Linked DNA regions of Mus musculus: region 2 is linked to region 1. A link is a contact called in public Micro-C data. All regions are on one chromosome and are shown on one strand. The core of a region is the stretch at or near the end of the contact, and the rest is flanking DNA. Distances in the headings are between cores, read along the strand shown. Region 1 overlaps Dip2c (disco interacting protein 2 homolog C). Region 2 overlaps Dip2c (disco interacting protein 2 homolog C).

Region 1 (5,737 bases), core at 2,068-4,567:
ACTTCCAAATCTCAAGGATGGTTTGGGGACTGTGGCTGTGACAGCAACTTAGGTTTTAAGATTTAGTATCCAAGTAGATTTGGCTCAGTACCTCACAGGCATGGTCTCCTTTCAACATCTTCATCTTATGCATAAGTAAACTGAGGCTCTAAGAGAGAGACTCTTGCCAGCATACCCTGAGACTTGAAATATAGCTCTAACTCTTCTTTAGCTTTTGTCTGTCACCATCAAACAGGCTGACATAATTCAGGCCTTAAAAGAAGGCCCATTCTGACTTTTTGTTGTCTTCTATTACAGGATATTTGAAAATTTTTAAGTCCTGCTATCACAGCTATTGCCAATTTAAGAATTCTAATACTGACCCAATTTGGGAAATGGCATTCACAACACAGTACTGCTTGCCTTTACATCCCCCAAGGTTCTAAAACAATTCCAGACAGAATAAGACACAGCTAGGATTTGCTTTGCTCTGATTTAAAAAGGTTGCAAAGGGACTTTTTCTTTTTAATTGAAAAGTTCTCCTGTTACTGCCTTGCTATACCGCTGATTAGTTAGTAAGTACAAACAACAAGAGAAGGTTACCATTCTCCTAAAAGTAGTGAACGCATAAAACAAATCAACCATTTCTATCTGCCAGGCTGGAACAAACAGGTGCTTTCCATAGGCAATGACCATGGACTAAAATACCTTGGGCTCCTTTAGTGTGTGTCTTGGGGACACTGAAATCTAAGCTAAAAATTGCATCTCCTGAATGAATCTGAAAAGCCAAAAACTGCATATGTACCAAATAACATCAGAAACATACAGGACGCATTCAAGTGGGAGCTACCCAGTGCCTGTGAAAAGACTGCTGCTCAGTGAAGGAGCACTCAGTGCTGCTTCATCTCTCATGTATCCCCCCTTAAGTCCCCACTGTCCGGTCAGTGAGGACTTATCCTTTTCTAGCTGTACTGGTTTTACTATAAGAAACAAGCAGGCCTCCAAGACTCTGAAGACGATCAGTGCCGTCCTTCCTGCTCTGGCACAGTACAAAGCATGTGGCCTTCCTCACTGGGAACACACCTGTACCCCACACCACCTCTGACCCAGCACAGCAGGGAGTGCTGATGCCATTAATGAGGGTTTACTGGGCAAAAAGGAAACACCTAGAATGCCTTTACCCAATAAGCAACTTCTCACTCAGTGTTCCCTCTTCTGCACAATACCAGTTAAAGTCTACTAGCAGGAATACATAGGCGAACAGAGACCACAAAACACACCTACAGAAGAGTAAAAACATACTTTCTTTGAAGACTCCTCCCAGCAAGAAAGACTGATTGAAATGTATGTCACCAGATACTTTGACGACAGAAGCCACACGGCATAGTTTATGCCCAAGTGGCCCAACCCATTTCTCATCGACTGTTCATAAGTTCTACTAACTGTGTAGCTGGCCAACACTGCCCATTCATCTCCTTAAGGACTTTCAGGCGCACTGATAGACATGCTGAGGATACATTATTCATAGTGCACTGTGCACTGTTGCATACAGCCTTGCGGGATAAGCATTTTTTACTTCCAGGTGCTTTGTGCTGTAACATTATTTGGCCAAGTCACTATTTAATATTCTTTGTGACTAAATAAAATAGCAAAATAAACATTTGCTATTTCTGAAATAAATGCAGACTGCTTATTTACTGAACATTCTATTACCTAAGCATACATGAGGATTTGGTACATATAATGCCAAGTGTGTGACTTTTTTAGTTTAAGCTTTGATTATATTTTTGTGGATTATGAAGCTCCTTTTTGACCCACGATCTCTCTTAATTTCCACCTCGTCCCAACTGTTTCCTACATTCATTCCCCTTCCAAAGCTGAACTGTGAGGCCACTAATCTAGGACTAGAGAGCAATTATTGAGCATTTGGGGAAATTAACTATATTCTACCACAGGACTTTGGGCTAGTTCTTTGCACTTCTGCCTGCCTATAGCTCCTACGCAGTCACACGTTCCTATCCTATTTCAACAATAAAAACAGCCCATACCAAACAGTGTTTAAGTCTTAGTAAATTTACTCCACATAAAAATGGCTAGCATATGTTAAAGTTCTAGTTCTGATAACTTTAGAGTTTCTCAGGGAAAAAAGAAAAGGTGACATTACAGGATCAGATCTGAAGCTCCATGAAAAACAGGAACCATTTTTTTGGTTCCTTTTCACATGAGTCAGCTCCTAAGGCTATATACACCAGCACGTGTACACACACGTTCACACATACACAAACAGAAATCCTGTAGCCTAGGGCACCAGTCTAGGTAACAAGCCATCACAGCCACAACCCAAAGGCTAAAGACAGAACCAGGAGGACTAAGAGGCATCACAAACCTCCTGACAGGAGCTGTGGACAAAGAATTAAAGATGGCAGAACTACAGGACTACAGGAACTAAGGTAGGGAGAAGGAAAGAGCTGTCTATCATTCCCAACCTCTATACACTCCACATTTCTCAAGGGAACAAAACCAGCATTAGCATTGACCATGCCCTCCAAAGACTGTGTGAGGGTCACAAGCATTCCACTTTGACAGCCTAGATAAAATAATGCTTTCCTGATTATTTTATTACACATAGAAGAGCTTTCAGAATTCACTTTGATCCTTAGGAGTGGGGGTGGAGGGTCATCTAAGCTTTCTCCCTTAAAACATCTTATCTCTTGGGAGGGGATCAACCAAGAAAAATCAAATACCATAACATATACCCATCAATTTGAACATTAAATTTTAATACATTTTATGTTGAAGATGAGTTAAGTCACATTACTGAACCTCTAAAAGCAATGCAGAGCTTTGGTGGGAGGGAGTGTTGTGCCATACACAAAGGCTGTGTCTGTAATTGCCAAAGCTGAATAACGGCTCAAACATCCAGTGGAAGTAGACACCCTGAATCAAATGTTCCCCTGTCTCGAAGCTGTCCTCTTCCATAAGAGGTGGGTTGTCAGTTCAGAACAAGTCATGGAAATGGGAGGTGGCCAAAGCTCCAGAGTGGGTCTCTGTGGGTCACATAGCAACCAGATAAGACACATGGCAGAGGTACCAGCCCCTTCCCACTCACACTCAGCCACACAATGCCAAGTAGAAAATGAGAACACACCACTCTTACCAAAAAAGAAAATCAAAGGTAGTGTGCTTCACCTTGGATTTGTGACCTGATAAACAGCAAGAAAACAGCTGATCCTGCTTCCACCAGGGAAAACGTGGAATGAAGGTTTCCACTCCTGCTTCTGACTTCAGAGTCATTCTCTCGCCCTCTCCCTCTCTAGCTTTGCATGATTCATTCAGAATTCAATGACAGAAAATGAAAGTGAAAGAAGCCAAATGAATTCCCTTGTGTTATCCAGGTCTATAGCATGGTGACAAAATACCTAAGAAGAAAAACTCAGATGATTTATTCTAGATCTTGGTTTTAGGAGTTTCAACCCTTAGTCACTCGATTCACTGCTATGGGGCTAGGGTAAGACAGCATTGTTGAGAAGGCTTTCAGAGGGCATAATAAGAACTGTTCACCTCACAATGGCCAGAAAGAAGGGAAGAGAAGTAGTAAAGGGGAAGGGTAAATAAGTGGAGAAATAATATAAAGGGGGAAGAAACAGGTGGAAAATATATGAGAGTGTGTGTGTCTATGCGTACACACACATACACAGCACATAGTGACACAGGAAGTATCCTTCAAGAGCAGAGCATCCCCAATGGCCTACTTCTTCCAACCAAGCTCCACCTGCTAAGAATGCATTCATTTATGAATTTGTTAATATCAATTATATTTGTTAATATCCATTGATGAAATTAGTGCCCTCCATATGTAATCCTCTCTTGAAGGTCCACCAGCTAGAAACTTTGCCTTTGAAAACTATTTTAGATTCAAACCACAATAATCCTTAGAATGCTAGCTAAATCAAAGCATAGTTTATATGTCTATAATCACAGGAAGGATAATATGTTTAAGGCTAGAGAATGAGATCTCAAAAAAAGAGAGAGAAAGCAAGCACCATACATTAATTGTACTAAGAATACAGCATTTAAACACCTTTCAGGTAATTTTACTTTTATTAATCCTACAATAGGCAATTCTATACAACCAAGAATCACCATCTTACTTGGCTTCAGGAATCACAACTCTGATAACATGATTTTACAGTCTCTGAAGCATTGACAGTTAATTATATTTGAGCTGGAAAAATGACTGATGGTATAAGTCTATAGTCACATATAGACAAGATGTACCAGCAATTGCTACATTAGACATACTCCAGTTCCTAGGGGTGTCTTGGTCAAATGTCTCTCCAAGAAACACCATGGGAAGAATATTAAATAAAACTGAGACATATAGCATAATACATTTGTTAGGGAATTTTAATTACCAACAGTACTAGCTGCATAACCCAAAGTTGATAATCTCCTATTAGCCCTTAAACTGTAACTACAATAAAATGTACTTAATTGCCATTTCTAAATGGAAGGGGGCATGCTCTATTCCTTTGTCATGTATGTAGTAAACACTTCTAACTGCCCTGTAACTATGAAAATCAATTTGCTTAGTTAATTGACAAGAATAAGATAAGGAGATTTTGTTCTCAAATGAGATAAAAGGCAAGATATTTTGTCTTAATTACTTTCCTGTTGAAGTAATTTGTCCATGTGAAGACACCATGACCAAGACAACTTATGAACGGAAAGGTTTATTAAGGCTTACAGTTCTTAGAGGGCGAGAATCCATGCCCATCTTGGTGGGGAGCATGGCAGCAGGCAGGAGGGCAGGTAAGCATGCAATAGGGTGGTAGCTGTGAGCTTATATCCTAACTAGAAATGGCATAGGTTTTTGAAACCTCACATCTCGACCACAAAATAAGACACCTCCTCCAACAAGGCCACACCTCCTAGTCCTCACCAAACATTTCTACCGACTGTGGACCGAGCACTCAAATATATGAGCCTATGGGAGCCATTTTCATTAAAACTACAACATCCTAACAGAAATGGTCTTGCTATTCTCAATCCAGGGGATCTCTCTAAGTACATCTGCTAGCACAAAGTATATAGGACCAGGCATCCTACAGCATTCTGACTTTGCACTGGCCCTTTTCAACAGTTCATTCTAAGTTGCAACCTAGTTCTCAAGTATCTCTAGGAGAGAATGGGAATTAAGTGATGCCAAGGAACGTTACAAAGAGTTTAGCAGGCCAAACACAAAGCCAGTTTTTGCAAAGCTAAAAGTAGAAGTCTGTGGTGTCTTGAATAAGAATGGCCCCCACAGGCTCATATATTTGAATGCTTAGTCACCAGGGAGTAGCACTATTTGGAAGGATTAAAAGGATTAAGGGGTGTGGCCTTTTGGAGGAAGTGTGTTATTGAAGATGGACTGTGAGGTTTCAAAAATCCCATGCCAAGCCCAGAGTCTCTTCCTGTTGCCTATGGTTCTGGATGTAGAACTCAGTTATTTCTCCAGTAGCATGTCTGCCAGAGTGCTGCCAGGCTACCAGCCATCATGGTAATGGACTAAATCTCTGCAACTGTAAGCAAGTCCCAATTAAATGCTTTCTTTCATAAAAGTTGCCAAGGTCATGGTGTCTCTTCACAGCAACAGAACACTAACACAAAGTCCATACTGTATTAAAAGTCACAACTGAATCACTGTTGAACTTCGTCTAAAACAGGCAGGGAATGAGAATACAGGCGTGTACTGTGCCTGTGATACCAAGAATAC
Region 2 (6,036 bases), core at 3,127-5,626, 70 kb before region 1:
GGAAGGCCATAGAGAGCAGGGATTAGACTTCGTAATGCAAGTCAGTGGGGCAATGAAAGGGTCCACTGACAGGCAGGCATCCTGTCAATAATAATCTACCACGGCATGAGGATCCAACCGAAGTGCTGTCAACTCCCTACTTCCAGTCCTCTGATCCCGTGAAGCCTGGATTCTTTTGCACCTTTGTAGCCTTCACCCAGCTCACAGCTCAGCTCACAATGACCTCTGAGCTCTTAGTTCTAGTGAACCCAGACTTGACCTCAAAATGCTTCCCCTTCTGGAATTCTCAGTGGGTTGCTTTGCTATGCACATAAAACAGCTGATTGGTCAGAATCAGTTCCTACTCTGTTGGCCAGCATAGCTAAAACTATGGGAAGCTCTGCCACACTCAGCTCAGGAATTCTTATTTCCTTATCTCTATCGCTACCTTTATAAACTTTAGCATGCTTTCTAATTTTAGTGTGACTTTTGAAAAGAAGAATTTTAAAAAGAAAATTTTTAAATATCATGCTACACTTGCTTTTTTCCCCCTAAATATTCAAATACTAGCAGAGATTTACTGGAAGTAACTTCCACAGAATAGAATTCTACAAATACTCTATATACTAGCAAATTAATAACTACATAGATATACATACAAGGAGAACTATAGAACACAATGGTTAAACCAATTTAAGAAACATACATGTTTCTTGCTCTTCTAAAACTGGTATACAATCCAGGCTAATCTTCACAGCAGAATTCAGCAAGAAGATTAAATCAACTTTGAAAGAAAAAGATAGCATGCCACAGTATATTCGATCACTTCTTCCCATTCCTATCCACTAAACCAACTGTAAGAGATGTCAGAGGGTCATCAAAACCTACTACCTACCCAGCGATCTAAGGAAATAGTGCTTGCATATAAGCATGAGGACCTCAATTCACATCCCCAACACCCACTTTAAGGCAGGCACAGTGATGGGTCTTCATGGTATTAGGGATAACAGAGTCAGAAGAGTCCCTGGGACTTTCTGCTTACACAGTCTAGCCAACAGTGAGCTCCAGGTTCAATGATAGACTGTCTCAAAAAAATAAGATAGAAGGATAGAAAAAAAAAAAAAACACCCCACCAGTTAAAAGCACTTGCTACTCCCTCCAGAAGACTGGAATTCAATTTGTAACACCCACATCAAAGCTTACAACACTTAACTCCAGTCCTAGGGGGTCAGGCTTCTTTTGGCCTCCATATGCACACAGTGGACACACATTCAGGCAAATACACACACACACACACACACACACACACACACACACACACAAACACACAAAATTTAATTTACATATTATATATGGAACATACATAGTATTACATATTTATATATATGTAAAAAATTTATCTTTCTCCCTCTCCCTTTCTCCCTCTCTCCCAGTGAGTGAGTGGGGAACACATCTGAGGATTATCTATGATCTCCATACTCATACATGTGGGTATGTACACATCACTGTGCCATCTTCCAATGCATGACTAATTCTTTATTCCTAAGAATTTGATGGCTCTGGTGGTTAAACCTTCCATCCAAGCTCTTTCTTATCCCTACCAGCATCAGCAGAGCTTTCTACATCCGACCACACAAATCACAAGAGTATTCTGCTCTGACCTTGGGAATTCGAGGAAGGAGTTTGTATCTTTGGATAACCTTATAGAGCAGAGTCATGACCTATAACATGCCCCATAAACAATTTTCATAGAAAACTTCTCTGTTCTTTAAGCTACTATACCAGTTACATTCCTATAGCAGCCTTTTGCTCTAGCACAGTACACTTTATTTAATAATGTCAAAATTAAATAAAAATATATAAAAGCATTTATGCACACTAAAGATTTATCAGTATGATTCTATTGCTCATAGTTCATTTATCAAAAATCAATCATAACATTTGCAATTTTAGTGACATGACTTTTGCTGGGTTTTGTTTTGTTTTGTTTTTAAACAAAGTCTCACTCTGTAGCTCAGCATTCTAAAGGAAGCGGGCGGGCTGCAGGTAGAATTCCCTCCCAGTCCCTGCCCCTTCATTCTTCCCCTGCCCAGCACCCATTGGCACAAGAGCAGGTATGAAGTATTTGTATAGATCCTTGTAATGTTTCCTGGCTAAAACTTTGTTTTGCTTTTAATTCTGGCTTACAGAGAAAGAAATGATCATGAAGCAGCGGGGAGAAAAGAAGGAGTCCTGCAAGTTCTCACTGCTCATGGGCTTTCTCTTTGTTTTCTTGTTTCCATCATTAAAAGACATGAAAGGTTATTTCTCGAAATGGCCTGTTTTACTGACAATTCTGTATACAGCTTAGGATTACAAAAGTCTAAGAAGGGGGATAATAGGGGAAAAGAGAAGATCCCCAAGGAAGTTAAAAAGGAAAATGTACTTGAGAAGACTCCAGCAGGAGGATTGTAGAATCTAGCTGTCACTTCTATTAACAAGTTCACAGAATCCAAGGGAACTCAACCTCAAAAGCTGTATCTTTTAAGATTTTCATCGCAATGGGAAAGTTCACAGCATCTTGGCTAACAAAGTCCCAGTGTACAGGTTCACATCTAACGGGCGCTTGTTTCCTTGTTATCCTCCTTGCTTCTCCCCCAGCCCACCCTACCCCCAAGCTATTTAATCTCCACTGATGTCAGTTACACAATATAGCTCTGTCCAAATTTGGTTAACCAACTCACCAGCTCTTCAAGTCACATGGCACTTTCAGTTGAGTCTGAATACCTCTGCCCAGCTAAATAATAACCCAAAATATGCTTTGACTTGCTAGTGCATGTGGTATTTTATCCCATAGTCCCACTTCTCCTTGAAGAATTAGATATGACATGTAATGAGAGACTGAAAGGTGTTAAGCAAATACCAAACAATCAGAAAAAAACCTTAGTTCCTGTGTGTTTGCTATGGTCTTGATTCAAAATAGCTTTTCAGATTCCCAGGGACAAACAATTGTCACTACTCAGGATCCCAGCTTTATTTACAAAAGAGTCATCGAGTGCATAATTCACAACAGCTGTTCTTATCAGAACTTAAGGCCAAGTGAAAAATAAAAAGGGGACAGGGAAAAACTTCTGAGTTTATACGAGGCTGACCAATGTGCTGGAGAGGTGGGTAAACAGGGTACCAATGCCAGCTTTAAAGTCTGACTGTATCACAAATAAGAAGGTAAACTCAGATTCTACTAATACAAATGAAGCTTCAGACATTATGGTGGTAATGAGTAACAGCCATAAGCTTCAGAAGCCCAAAGCCCAACACAGTGTCTACTCACTGGCAAGAACAGAGCCATTATCACCTACGCAAAGATAGTAAGTTCAAGGCTGTCATCTTGAATCAAACATAGTAGAATTCAGGGACGTGAATATTATGTCAGATATCTCCATCCACCCCTAACAGTTTATAGATAGTTCTGAATCTTGATTTTGTTATTTTAATGTCCATATCTAAGGAAGGATCAGAGTTGACTCTGTCCCTCAATAAAGTCTTAGAACAAATGGAGCAGATCTCATGATAGCTAAGCAGAGGAAAAATGAAGTAAAAGTAAGCATATTCAAATTCTTACACTAAAATTATACTTTCAAATGGCAGAGGAGAATGTGGGAAATGGGAAGGGAAGGAGTAGGAGGTACTTTGGACCAAAACAAGTGAAATTCTAAAATAATAAAATACAAAACACAGACTCAAAATGACCCAATTTTGAGAATCAATCGTGTCATAAAGCAATTATATTGTGTGCTGCAAAAAAAGAAAAGAAAACATGGTCACCAAACAAGTGTGACTTAATCCCAGCCCTCATGAGGCTGAGACAGGAGAAGCAAATAGAGTTTGAGGATGCCTGCATAAGCCAGTTGAGTTTTTGTTGAACATCATTCTTCCTTAAAAACAGATAGAAGCTAAAACAGAGTTATGGAAAGCATTAGGACACTGGAGCCAAAAAGACTAGAAATATTAAAGACAGCCAACCTCTTTACCTGTAACACAAGAGCTCTTTCCAAGCTAAAATTCCCAACTGGTCGTTAAAGCTCAAATCTTTGAAGGCATTAACTTATTAAATGCTGAAACCCCATGCATATAGAATCCCTTAATGAGGCCAACAGGTGGTTTTGGAACTGTGTAGTGATTGGTTTAAGAGTGTCCTTGCAAATCTGTTTATTTTCTCCTCACACATCTTACCATAGGCTACCAATGGTTTGTTCACACTCTCGTGACAAGACACACGTCAGAAAGAGTTTAATGCCATAGTATTCACAGCAGCTAGCCATGGGATTTAGAATTCAGTGACTATAATCCTGGAACACTGTAGAGGTAGAAGACATGAGGAAAGAGTGCTGAAAGACAGCCTTGTGGTATTTTTGGAAGTCAAACCTATGACTCAGTTTTGATTAAACCTTCTCTCCAGCAAATGGCTTCTGCACAGACAGGAAAGAGAAAGTGTGAAATTCAAACAGGGAAAGTGACTATCTTAAACCATTCCTTTTTCTCGAGTTACCATTGGATTCTGTCCTCTATCTTGAAGTGTTTTCAAAAACACCATTTTCAAACGCACTGGCTAATCCTTCAGTTTTTGCATTCTTTTTCTCAGAAAGAATTGCAAATGCTAAGATAATACCACGTGTCTGGTAGTGATAAAAAGATAAACACCACCACCTCAAAAAGGCCACTTCTAGTAAATCCCTAGCACACAGTACGATGGGTTCACGTTTTCACGAAATAGCTACAAGGAGAGCTAGAAGCGTCTGTCCAGGTTGAAGGTCAAGTCTCATTTTCTACAATCAAGTAGCGAGGGGAGAAAAAGCCCTTTTGGGATGAGACTGACCATATCAGCTGCAAACAGGAAAGCCATGTAAAGGGAGCTGTAGGTTCTGTCTACTCTGGGGAAGATTGCCCTGCTTTAGGAAGACAAAGTCTCTATACTGGCGAGTGCATTTGCTCTTCTTAAAAGACCTTTTAATGATTTTTAGCACTCATTCATTAAATAAGAATTGACACCCTGGCATCAATTTTCAGTCTTAACTAATGCATGCTACACTGTAACCTGGTTGGTAAAGTGCTCTCTTAACATACACAAAGTCCTGATAGGTTTCAATCTCAGCATCATAAACTAGGCACAGTGACACACTCCCATAATACTAGCATTCCACAGGTGAAGGTAGATAGATCAAGAGTTCTGGGCCACCTTGGGCTGCAGGAGACTCCATTTCAAACAAAACACATCAATGCATGCATATTTGCTTCCCAAAAGCAGCTCTCTAATTCACAAAGAAGCTACAAAATAAAGGCATTTAGACTGTCTGGCTGTGAGCACCCCACATCCCTCAGCTTATCAAATGGCTCATGACATCCCAGGAAACAATATCATTCCCACTACAGGCAGGTTTCTTGTTTTGCCTAGCTATAAGAAAGTGAGAGAACACTGGAGATGATGCTGAGCAAAGCTAAGTCACACAAAGGCAGTCGTAAGTCTGCTGCTCTGGATACAACTGTAACGGTCTCCCATGTGATGGGGAAGGTCTACCTCAGGATTGTGCTTACTCTCAATTTTCCTGTTCTTTCTGTTTCTAGTCTGTATTTCTAGAGATAGAAAATGTTTCCTGAACTTTCATCATTAATTAAGGGCTATGACTCTAGATTTTCTTACAGCAACCCAACATAGGAGCCAACGGAAAGACAATGACTTGGGGCTCTTGAAGCTGAAATCATCAGGCCTTCCTCTTCTCTCAAATCCAAAGTCAATATAGCCACCCTGCTGTGACTCATGGTTTATTTGTTTTGTTTCATTTTTTATTTTGGGGGAAAGAGGACAACCTCTAACAAAACAATCTTACAAACTTTAATATTATCCAGAAAGGACTAAACTTTGTAAGATTTCGTAGTCATTAATACTATCAAAATACTACATCAATATGAAGACTTTGAAATGTATATTATAAAAACTTCTAATTATACATGCAAAACCTGCATCTCTGAGATACAGTGATTGTTAGTGAGTTGTACGGTCTCTGAATGTCCTTTTGTACT

The links. A called contact is a pair of places that touch in the nucleus more often than the background predicts.
Region 2: a contact with region 1 is called in a Micro-C map of granulosa cells, with 1.9 times the contacts expected there. The contact joins two enhancer-like sites. A contact is called at or near these places in 1 of 15 datasets of contacts at CTCF or cohesin (pro-B cells), 14 of 484 Hi-C or Micro-C datasets (B cells, the C10 cell line, the HL-1 cell line and 11 more), 3 of 115 datasets of contacts at active chromatin or transcription factors (the 230-238 cell line, bone marrow-derived dendritic cells and stem cell-derived neural progenitor cells) and 1 of 9 other capture datasets (embryonic stem cells).

The regions. Positions count from the first base shown.
Region 1 is chr13:9,378,526-9,384,262 of GRCm38.p6, reverse strand. All of the region lies in intron 1 of Dip2c (disco interacting protein 2 homolog C), which reads right to left. Among named protein-coding and RNA genes, the nearest start is that of Dip2c, 100 kb to the right of the region's middle. Within about 2 kb of position 3,317, at least 20 of the 459 cell types and tissues checked have an H3K27ac peak or open chromatin away from gene starts, as enhancers often do. A contact at or near this core is called in granulosa cells, where this site is marked.
Region 2 is chr13:9,448,796-9,454,831 of GRCm38.p6, reverse strand. The region is part of intron 1 of Dip2c (disco interacting protein 2 homolog C); the gene reads right to left. Among named protein-coding and RNA genes, the nearest start is that of Dip2c, 180 kb to the right of the region's middle. Within about 2 kb of position 4,376, at least 17 of the 459 cell types and tissues checked have an H3K27ac peak or open chromatin away from gene starts, as enhancers often do. A contact at or near this core is called in granulosa cells, where this site is marked.